Linked DNA regions of Triticum aestivum: region 1 is linked to region 2. The links are chromatin contacts, called in public Hi-C maps. All regions are on one chromosome and are shown on one strand. The core of a region is the stretch at or near the end of the contact, and the rest is flanking DNA. Distances in the headings are between cores, read along the strand shown. Region 1 holds the start of LOC123120317 (long chain acyl-CoA synthetase 6, peroxisomal). Region 2 holds the start of LOC100192177 (meiotic recombination protein DMC1 homolog B).

Region 1 (4,479 bases), core at 253-2,752, 290 kb before region 2:
ATGAGAGTTTGCTAACATAAGTATATGATTAAGTTTAGATGGATATTAAGAAACAGAAGTTCAGATGTTCAAGATATTGGGAGTATTCTTACACAAAATTATCATGCAGTGTTCCAATGTCTGGAGTAGCAGGAAATCTGTTAATTAAACGCAGAGGTGACTCTGCAGATCTGCAGGATTGTAACAGTGATTGTGAGCAACAGTATATGAAAATGCATCTTATAACATATAAATAGCCTACCGGTACACGTTCCACTTTCCAGTTTGCAACTTTTCAGGAAGAACAACGCTGTAGCCCTGCACTGAAGAAGATATGCGCATAGAGTTAACAATTATAGTTACTTCTAAATATGCTATTCACAAAAAAAAAAAATGGGTGCTAGTGAATGCTAGGTGAAATTTAGGGTACATTGAATCGTTAATAATAGATTGTTTTAAAATAAGCCATTTCTCAAACAAAGGAAAAACACATGCATTACTCTCCCTGACAGAGTGGGGCTTCTTGCAAACCCCAATGAACACACCAATAACACCACTGTTCATACAAGGAAAAACATGTATGACAGTTCTAAGTAGATGCATAAAAAATACTATAAACTATTCCAATAATCACGAACAGGCCCAAAAAGTAGCAAGGAATATTCCAATTTATTTGGTACTTTTTGAGTTTGCTTTAGACAGGATTAAGCTACAGACTTGCGCTCAGCCTTTCAGGAAGAGGCATCCCGATCAGATTGCAGCAAACAATTCAAGCTTTTCAGATTGCATAGAGGATTCCGTTCCATTCACACCTTCCTGGTGCCGACAAACCAAAAAGGGTAGCTATGGACAGTTAGCAAAACAACCTGCCCAGTCCAGTGCGGGAGCAACCACTCGCTTCTGGTACTATGTTACTTTTCCAGGAAAGTGAAATCCATTTTATAATAACAAACTAACAAGGGAAAAGCAAGCGAGCGACGGAGCAGATGCGCCGTGCCCCGCCCCGATTCGCGAGCCACTCAACAGGATTCTGACCACCACCGCGCCGCCAGCGTTAGTCGCTATCCCCGTTAAAGCGTGCTGTTGAATGAATCGAACGCGAAATCCAAATCCTAGAGCGTCCCGCTGAAGGCCGGTCCAACTAGGACATGCACGCCAAAGGGTCGAGGGGCGAGGGAAGAGAAGAGAGACGTACCGTGGGCGTACTCGCCGGCGGTGGGGTTAGAGGCGAGGCCAGCGGTGGCGCCGGCCTGCGGCTCGAGGTGCGCGGAGACCACGCGGAGGCGTCGCTCCGCGGCGTCCATCATTGCGGGTCCTTCCTCCTCCCGCGCCATGGCTCCCGTGCTTCTGCAGTGCCGGTAGTGTCACGCAACCCCTGTCCGCGTCGCTACTCGTTAGCGCCGCGTGATGATGGGAAGGTGGGGGGAGCAGACGCGAGGGACGGAAAAACACGGGCTTATCGCGTGACGTGAGAGCGAACAGACCGAGGCAGACGTGGGGAACTCGGCTCGCGCCTTGTTCGAGCGGATGCTCCAAAGGTTGCAGCGGGGTTACCCCTCAAAAAAAAAAAAAAAAGGTTGCAGCGGGGTTGGATGATCGAGTGGAGGAGGAGAGACGGAAGCATAGATATCTCCGATGCATTTTGGTCTTTTGGAGCGGTTCGGGGAGCACGGATGTGGTTGTTCGGTTGCGTGCGCGCGTCGACATGCGGCGGCACGGCACGGCGCCCAAGTGTGTGCGGGGATTGGGTTTTTTTATTTACCCAAAAATGACAAATGTTAAAAAAGCTAACGTCAGTTTTATGATCGGCGTCCACACGCTCTGCGCCGTCACGGACGTGTTTGGTTGCCCGCATGCAGCCTAACCAGGCCCGCGTGGGATGTGCGCGTGTTTAGTTGCCTGGGTTGCATGCGGTTTGAGGCCCGCACGGACCTTAAAGCAGCCCGCAGCCTGGCCCGGCGGAAACTGCCGAATCGGCAGTTTCTCGCGAGTCTGGCTGGGCGCGGCCACGCGTGCGGGGCAGTTGCACGTCTCGGGCAGCGCGGGAGACGGAGGGGACGTCTCATAACTCGCCCCCCACTCTCCTGTCACCGCTCAGGCGCATTGTTCCCACCGCTCCCTCACCGCCGCTCCCTCTCCTTTCCGATGGCTCCGCCTCGCCCACCGCCGCGCCGACCCCCGTCGACCAGCGCATCGCTAGCATCCAGGAGCGCTGGCTGGCTGGCCTCCAGAACTCAGGCTGTGACTTGGCGTCGGCGCTGCGAGCGCCATCCCCCATCTGCTGCCCGGCCACCACGAGCGCCGGCCAATGCGGTGTCGGCCGCTCCTGCTCCGCCGCCGATTCCGGACCTTTGTGGTCCTGGGCTCGGCGCCGGCGCCGTCCACGGAGCCGTCCCTTCTTGGGACCCCATTGGCCACGGGGGTTTTCTTGACCCCCGTCCAAGGGTTTTCTCCTGTCGGCGGGCCGTCCTCCTCGACCTCCGGCGTGGCTTTGAGCACGGGACCGATGCCGCAGGCCGTCGCCAGGGCCGGTTCCTCCTCTGCTCCGCCACCTCTCTCCTTCCTGTCGGGGTTTTCACCCCGGCCTCGGTTCACCGCGGCTGCGTGTGCTCCAGTAAGTCAAACCCCCTCACTGCTTGCTCGTAGATGTAGATTAGGGGTTTATTTCTAAGGCATGTGCTGGTAGTTAGTGGATTCGATAGGATTCTAGCAGATCCGATTGGATGCGATCCCAATCGAATCCAATCGGACTGATATGTTCTTGTTTTGTACAGTGTGTGTGGTAGGATAATTTTCTTGTGCTACTGCTAGTGTGTCCTATGATCTGTGTTCATGCTAGTAGCTGTGTGCATGCTAGAATCATGTTCATGTTGACTGATGAATGTTATACTGACGGCATGTTCATGTTGACTGATGAATGCTAGAATCATGTTGACTGATGGCATTTCATGTTCAAGCTAGGATCATGTTCATGTTTCATGTTGCTAACATACATGTTCAAGCTAGGGTTTGTGTTGAATGTTATACGTGCATGTAGTAGGACCATTTTAGGATGGTGCCAAATCTGCATGGCTACACATGGGTGCTATTGGCACTTGTTGTTGCTATTTTTAGATGTTTCCATGGTTTGGATAGTGCAATGATGAGTGCCAGTTGCAGCAAAGCAAATGCCACTGATCAGTGGACTTGCCCAACAGCAAGTCAACTGATCAATGCCACTGATCAGTGGCATTTGCCCAACAACACAAGTGTCATTCATAAGTGGCATTTGCCCATAGGCAAGTGCCTATGGGCAAATGCCACTTATCAATGACACTTGCTGTTGGGCAAAATGCCACTTATCAATGGCACTTGCTGTTGGGCAAGTCCACTGATCAGTGTCATTTGCCTAACATCAAGTGCCATTGATAAGTGGCATTTGCTCAAAGAGTTTGTGCACTGATCAGTGCCATTTGCTCTTGGGCAAATGTCTCTGATCAGTGCCATTTTGCAAAGAGTTTGTGCACTAATACTTGTCATCTTACCTGACAAGATATTGAAGACTGACTGGGATGTGGCGGGAGGAGGAGCTCAGGTGGTGGCCGGAGCTGAGCGCGTCGAGGATTTCATCCCCACGAACAGGTGGCTCAGGACGGTGGACCTGCCTGGCAGGATCGCCTTCATGAGCCTGCCTCGTTCAAGGGGACGATCTCCGAGGCAGGGCCATGAGGAGGGGGCCAGGGAGCCGATGCGCTTCTACCAGCAGATCAAGGACAACGAGGACCTCGTCATGCTCGTCGTCCCTCGCAAGTTCGTGGAGGTGCTGAACACCTGGCTGGTCATCAAGCGACTCCCGCGCGTGGTCAGGCTGTCGGCGAACAAGCGGTGCGTGTTCTGGGTGCAGGTCCAGAACTTCGAGGGGCACATGGTGCTTGGCCGGGGCTGGAACTACTTCTGCCGCCGCCATCGGATCATCCCCGGTGACCTCGTCGTTGTGCGCATCTCAGGACTCGGACTGAAGGTTCAGATCTACAACCACGACTCCTCGGTCATGTGCAGGTTTAGTTGCAGCAGGCACAATTGCGTTGGTAACATCGAGCAGGCTATGTAGTTAAGTTAAGTAAGGTGTTGGTGGAGAACTTTTATGGTGTGTGGCGAGACTTGTGCTGGGAACTTGTTCATATTTTGGCCAGGAGCAGCACCCTGGCATGGAGCAAGGAAGGAGGATGCCCCTGTTGTTAATCTAGACTTATGCTATGTAGTTAAGTAGTTTGCTGTCATTTCCTTGCTTGTTATGTTTGATTTCATTTGGTTGCCTACTGCTGTGATGTTGCTGTTGTGCTGATCATGTGGTGGTAAGGCCACCGCATTTGAATGGGGTGAGCAGAACACAAACGTTGTTTGCAACCAAACATCTGAAGTTTGCATCTGCTCACACCCTAAGCACAAAAATGGCAACCAAACAGCAGGGGGTAAGTGCCTCTCTATGCGATGAAGGCAACCAAACAGGTTGCATCTGCT
Region 2 (4,848 bases), core at 2,089-4,588:
TAAATTAAATATATAAATGTTATAAATATTTTTAGACCATTATATATATAATTTAACATTCGGGAAACATTTTCCACCTATATATATTTATGGGTAATACCCGGTATTACCCGATATTCACCGACACCCTTCCGCTGACACCGAAAGGCTTCCAGATCCTCTTAGAACTATTCCAAATATAAATGAAACAATTCCACAAATATATTCTCGTCACGCCCGTCCTACTAACACTCACATATCATCATCACCTTAAGCTTGTGACCCCATAGGTTCGGTAACTCATAGACATGAACGAAACCGTTCGTTCAATGTCCGATAGCGAAATCGTGGACGTCCATATCTTTTTTTTTGAATCCGTGGACGTCCATATCGATCCCTATGAGCACATGAATGATATTCAAGTGAACCTTTGGTTATCATGTGATGTTCCCTTTGCTTCGCGATACTTCACAAAACCCGAGATGCATCGGTATCCTCCCGAGTCATCACCATGCTCACTATACCAAAATCCTTGTTACCGGTTTATTCTTCTTTCTCGTTATTGTGTTCCGGCATCCCCGTGACGAAGTCATCTATGTCTGACCAAACGATAATTAATGTCGTCACACCGAGAGGGCCCTAAGAATATCTTCCATCGCCGGAGGACAAAATCTCAGTCTCGAGCTATATAGTCCCTTGTCAAACTTTCCGATGAGCCTATAAGTTGTCTTTATGATCATCGTGTTACATGTGACATTTGAGCAACCCCAAAGCCCACCGTACGGTAAGAAGTGACTACGATACTCTCATGTTCTAAGGAGCAAATTCACATGTTAACACTATGTGTTATTACAATTGATTACAAACAATATTAACTCAATTCATAACATACAAGATTGGGTCGATTTAATATGGTCGTTCTTCCAACGTCATAATCTCAATGTTGTTTTAGGACTATCGTTACACTTAACGATATCCTAAGATCCGAAGAACGTGATCACCAACAACACTTGAGCTAGTCTTGGAGACAAGACTAGAAACCTTTTATTTAACCGGTTACCACTCCACAGGTGGATATGAGTTTTCCACTGAATCACATATTCCAGGATCATAGTAGTTATAGAATGGAATATAAACTCTATAATTATGAATATGGAAATATAATAATACAAATATTATTGCCTCTAGGGAATATTTCCAACACCGAGCCAGGTTATGTTGTGTGTTAAATGGAAGGTCAATTCACGTTTTAAATGATCCCACATCGCCCCTTTACATCTAATTCACCCAGTTTATATACGCCATTGACTTTCCTGGGAGTTAAGAAGTTGTCTTGGGAATAAGGAAAGAGAGAGGAGCTAAGGAAGGAAAGAGAGGCTTGTGATTTCAGAAATAAGGACGCAAAGAGAAACGAATGTGATTCAAGTTGCGTCAGAGGCTAAGGAAGGAAAGAGAGAGAGAGAGGATTTTAAGGAACGAAATGACAGGCATGTGATTTCAGAAATAAGGAAGCAAACTGACGGACGTGATTCACGGTTGCGTCATGATGCAGGTTTTGCCGTTGCTGCATGCGCTACCCAAGAAAATAAAAAGTGACTGCTACAATCGTACATATTTCAGATTTTAGACGTGAAGCAAAGAGAAACGGAAGTGTGAATTTACATTGCATGATGAGGTTTGCCTGTTGTCTGCATACGCTTGCTCATATACCCAAAAAAATGCGTCGTTTCATACGACCACGACAATACGACATACAACCAGAAAGCAAAGAGAAGAAACAAACAATGATTCCATTCTACGATGTACATCCGGAAAGCAACAAGTTGTCTAATTAAGCACATAAACAAAACAAATAAACAGGAACATGCGCTATTCCATACAATTAACACATTTGCTTTAGGAAAAACCGGACACTCTATAAAAACTATTTAGTTTCTTTTATTAACAATGGATGCATACATATAAAAAACTCTCATGCAAGCAAGAAATTTGGATCGCAATCTACAGTCACTGATACCAAATAACAGAAAGGAAAAGGATTGAGAGTGGCATGCACGGATAACCAATGAAGAAAAATAGGAAAAACTAAAAAGACGTCGTGAAACCTATCAACGAAATAAAACAATTAAAGATTCCACCCAGTTGCACAAAAAGCACACAAGGAAGGAAGAAAAATGCAAACATGGAGCCAACACAAAAGGGAAAAAAATGCGCACAAGAAAGGCAGAAAATATGCAAATATGCAGCCAGAACAAAAGGAAGCTAGAATTGAGCAAATTGCAGCTAACCATGAATTGAAGCGCAACAGCATGCAAAGGTTCAATTGTGATGGAGAGCCTTGCATATATCACAACAGAAGAGGAAAGAGTAAATCTATACGACGAGATTTCGTGGTTAGCACACACACAACAGAAGCATACATGCATGGACAGCCGATGTATACAACATTTTTATTGTATGATGTTAGTAACTCAATAGAAATGTTGCATATACGACATTTTTATTATGTGTATAATGCTTAATCTGCATTGTATACTAACCTTCTGTTATGGTTGATAATCTATATCTTTTGCACTTATATTTGGTTTGTTTGTTGAGATATACGCACACTATAAACCTAAGGATGGCAGTCAACCATGTCTATACTGGATTATAGTACCGCAGTATGCTTTGTCAGTGACAACCTAGCACATGCTTGATTATAGTACACACTATTCCTATTGAAAGATGTATTAAATCTGAAATATTCATTCTTCTGATAATGAAATGAAGGCGAGAAATAATACCTTGCATTGGCAGAAGAAATTATGCTTCGGTAATTTCAATTTTGTTATCTTTTGTATGTCTTTTTATTCCTATGTTGAGTTTATTTTTTTCATTTCTGTTAGAGATGATTGTCTTTAACCCCTTTTCTTTGTAGGTGATTGTCTTTAACCTAACCCGCAAATTATACAATGCATAAGTTTGTTAGCCGTTTGCAAAGATTGGTTGGCCGAACTCACAATTCTCCTTCATGTACATTCCCATCACCATGCATATTGGGTTTTAGGAGCGTGTGTTTTTCTCCAATTGCAACACACATGCATGTTTGCTAGTTACCTAACGAGAGGGTACACTTTTATTTTAACATCAAAATACTTTTTATTGCAAGGCCATCACCCTAACAAGAGGGAACACCTTTTACAAAAGAGTTGGTATATCAACCGGGTTAAGAATCAAAGCGGTTCTTACTAGATTGCTTGATTGGCACGTCGGCGTCCTGTTCAAAATTTTGAATTTTGAATGGGCCGTAAAAGGCTTAGCTGGCAGCAGCAACGAGCGTGGGCTTGGTGTTACGGCTCACAAGTTCCTCGTGCGAGGCCTTCAAATAACCCCCACCTCGTCGCAGCCGCAGTGATCCACATTCCACCCGCACCTGCGCTTCCCAAACCTCCCCTCTCCCCCAGCCTCCGCCCCACTTCTCCTCCAGCAGCACGCGAACCTCCGCCTCTTACAGGTCTCGTCCTCCTCCACCGCTTCCACTCGCCGTCTTCGCTCGCGTGTCCCAGTGCTCGCTCCTGACACCTTCTCCTCTGACGCAGGCGGACACGCGGGATGGCGCCGTCCAAGCAGTACGACGAGGGCGGGCAGCTCCAGCTCATGGAGGCCGACCGGGTGGAGGAGGAGGAGGAGTGCTTCGAGTCCATCGACAAGTGTACGTTCGCCGCCTCCAACCCCTCTCCTCTCCAAACCCTCCCGCCGCCCCGTCTCCGGTGCTGCATTTACTTGCTTGTTCGTGTGCCTGCGTCGCGCGCGTGTCGGCGCGTGGGGGTTAGGCCTGCTCACCGTTGCGTCCCGGGTGCTTCCGCCTCTAAGTTCGCGCGTTTCGGTCGCAATTTCGTGCTGTTTGGAGATGGATTTGGTGCGGATTTCGCTTAGCCTCCACATTTGGTTGGTTTTTGGTGCGTGCAGCGCGTGGTCGTGTGCTCCTGTTGCGTTGGTTTTGATTTTCTCCCCTATGTCGTGCAATCTGGGGATTAACTAGCGCCCTTTGGTAGCCTAATTTCGTGCAGCTTTGTTGATGCCCCCCACTTGATTTCTCTTTACCGGCTAGTTTGTGCTAATCGCTGTGTGGTGCCGTTTTTTCTCCACGAATTAGTCTGAATTTAGCCCCAATTTTGAGCTGCCATGCGTTTAATCTGCCGTAGCGATCACTGGCTGTAGAATCCTTTCGAATTCGAAACTAGATACAGTTCAATCGCGTGGGTTTTCTGTGGAAACTTGGACCAATTACGGACGCGTTTTCCTGCACTTCGAGGCGTAGGGTTTTAAGCCTGTCTTCCTTATCTGTTCCACTTTTTTTTTCTGAATGTTCACCTGTTATGTTCCATAATTACGGGTAGCTTCCGCGAGTTTAGCAAGTTTACTTTAAACATTTGCCTAGATGTGATCCGCGCTTGTGTTTTGTTTGCGTGATCCAATTGGTTCGTCGTGCACTTTGTTCATTGCCATGAATTTGAATCCTAAGCCGTAACATTCCTTGTAACGCTGTAACTAATCACTCGTCCAAACAGTGATCTCGCAGGGAATAAACTCAGGAGACGTGAAGAAGCTGCAGGATGCGGGGATCTACACTTGCAATGGGCTGATGATGCACACCAAGAAGGTCAAAATCCCTTCAGAGCCTAAATCTGCACGCATTCTCCCTAAAATTTGTGGTTGCATGCTGAAGTTGATTTCTGGTGCACGACACATGACTGTTATTAGTAGCTTTATGTATTCAAGTTTCAACACATGATTGATGTTGTTTCAGTATCAATGTACGGATTCATCTTGCAGAGCCTTACAGGGATTAAGGGCTTGTCTGAAGCGAAGGTTGATAAGATCTGT

Evidence for each region. Hi-C and Micro-C count contacts between places; a contact is called where the count stands out from the background.
Region 1: a Hi-C map of leaf shows a contact between it and region 2, with 5 times the contacts expected there. The contact joins the promoter of LOC123120317 here to the promoter of LOC100192177 in region 2. A contact is called at or near these places in 4 of 5 Hi-C or Micro-C datasets (leaf and an unstated tissue).

The regions. Positions count from the first base shown.
Region 1 is chr5D:228,193,123-228,197,601 of IWGSC CS RefSeq v2.1, reverse strand. It overlaps LOC123120317 (long chain acyl-CoA synthetase 6, peroxisomal), which reads right to left and starts at 1,502. Exons shown (of 23, transcript XM_044540291.1): 1 at 1,175-1,502; 2 at 242-302; 3 at 93-170. The coding sequence starts at 1,313.
Region 2 is chr5D:227,903,728-227,908,575 of IWGSC CS RefSeq v2.1, reverse strand. It overlaps LOC100192177 (meiotic recombination protein DMC1 homolog B), which reads left to right and starts at 3,338. Exons shown (of 15, transcript XM_044540288.1): 1 at 3,338-3,475; 2 at 3,561-3,673; 3 at 4,533-4,624; 4 at 4,798-4,848. The coding sequence starts at 3,574.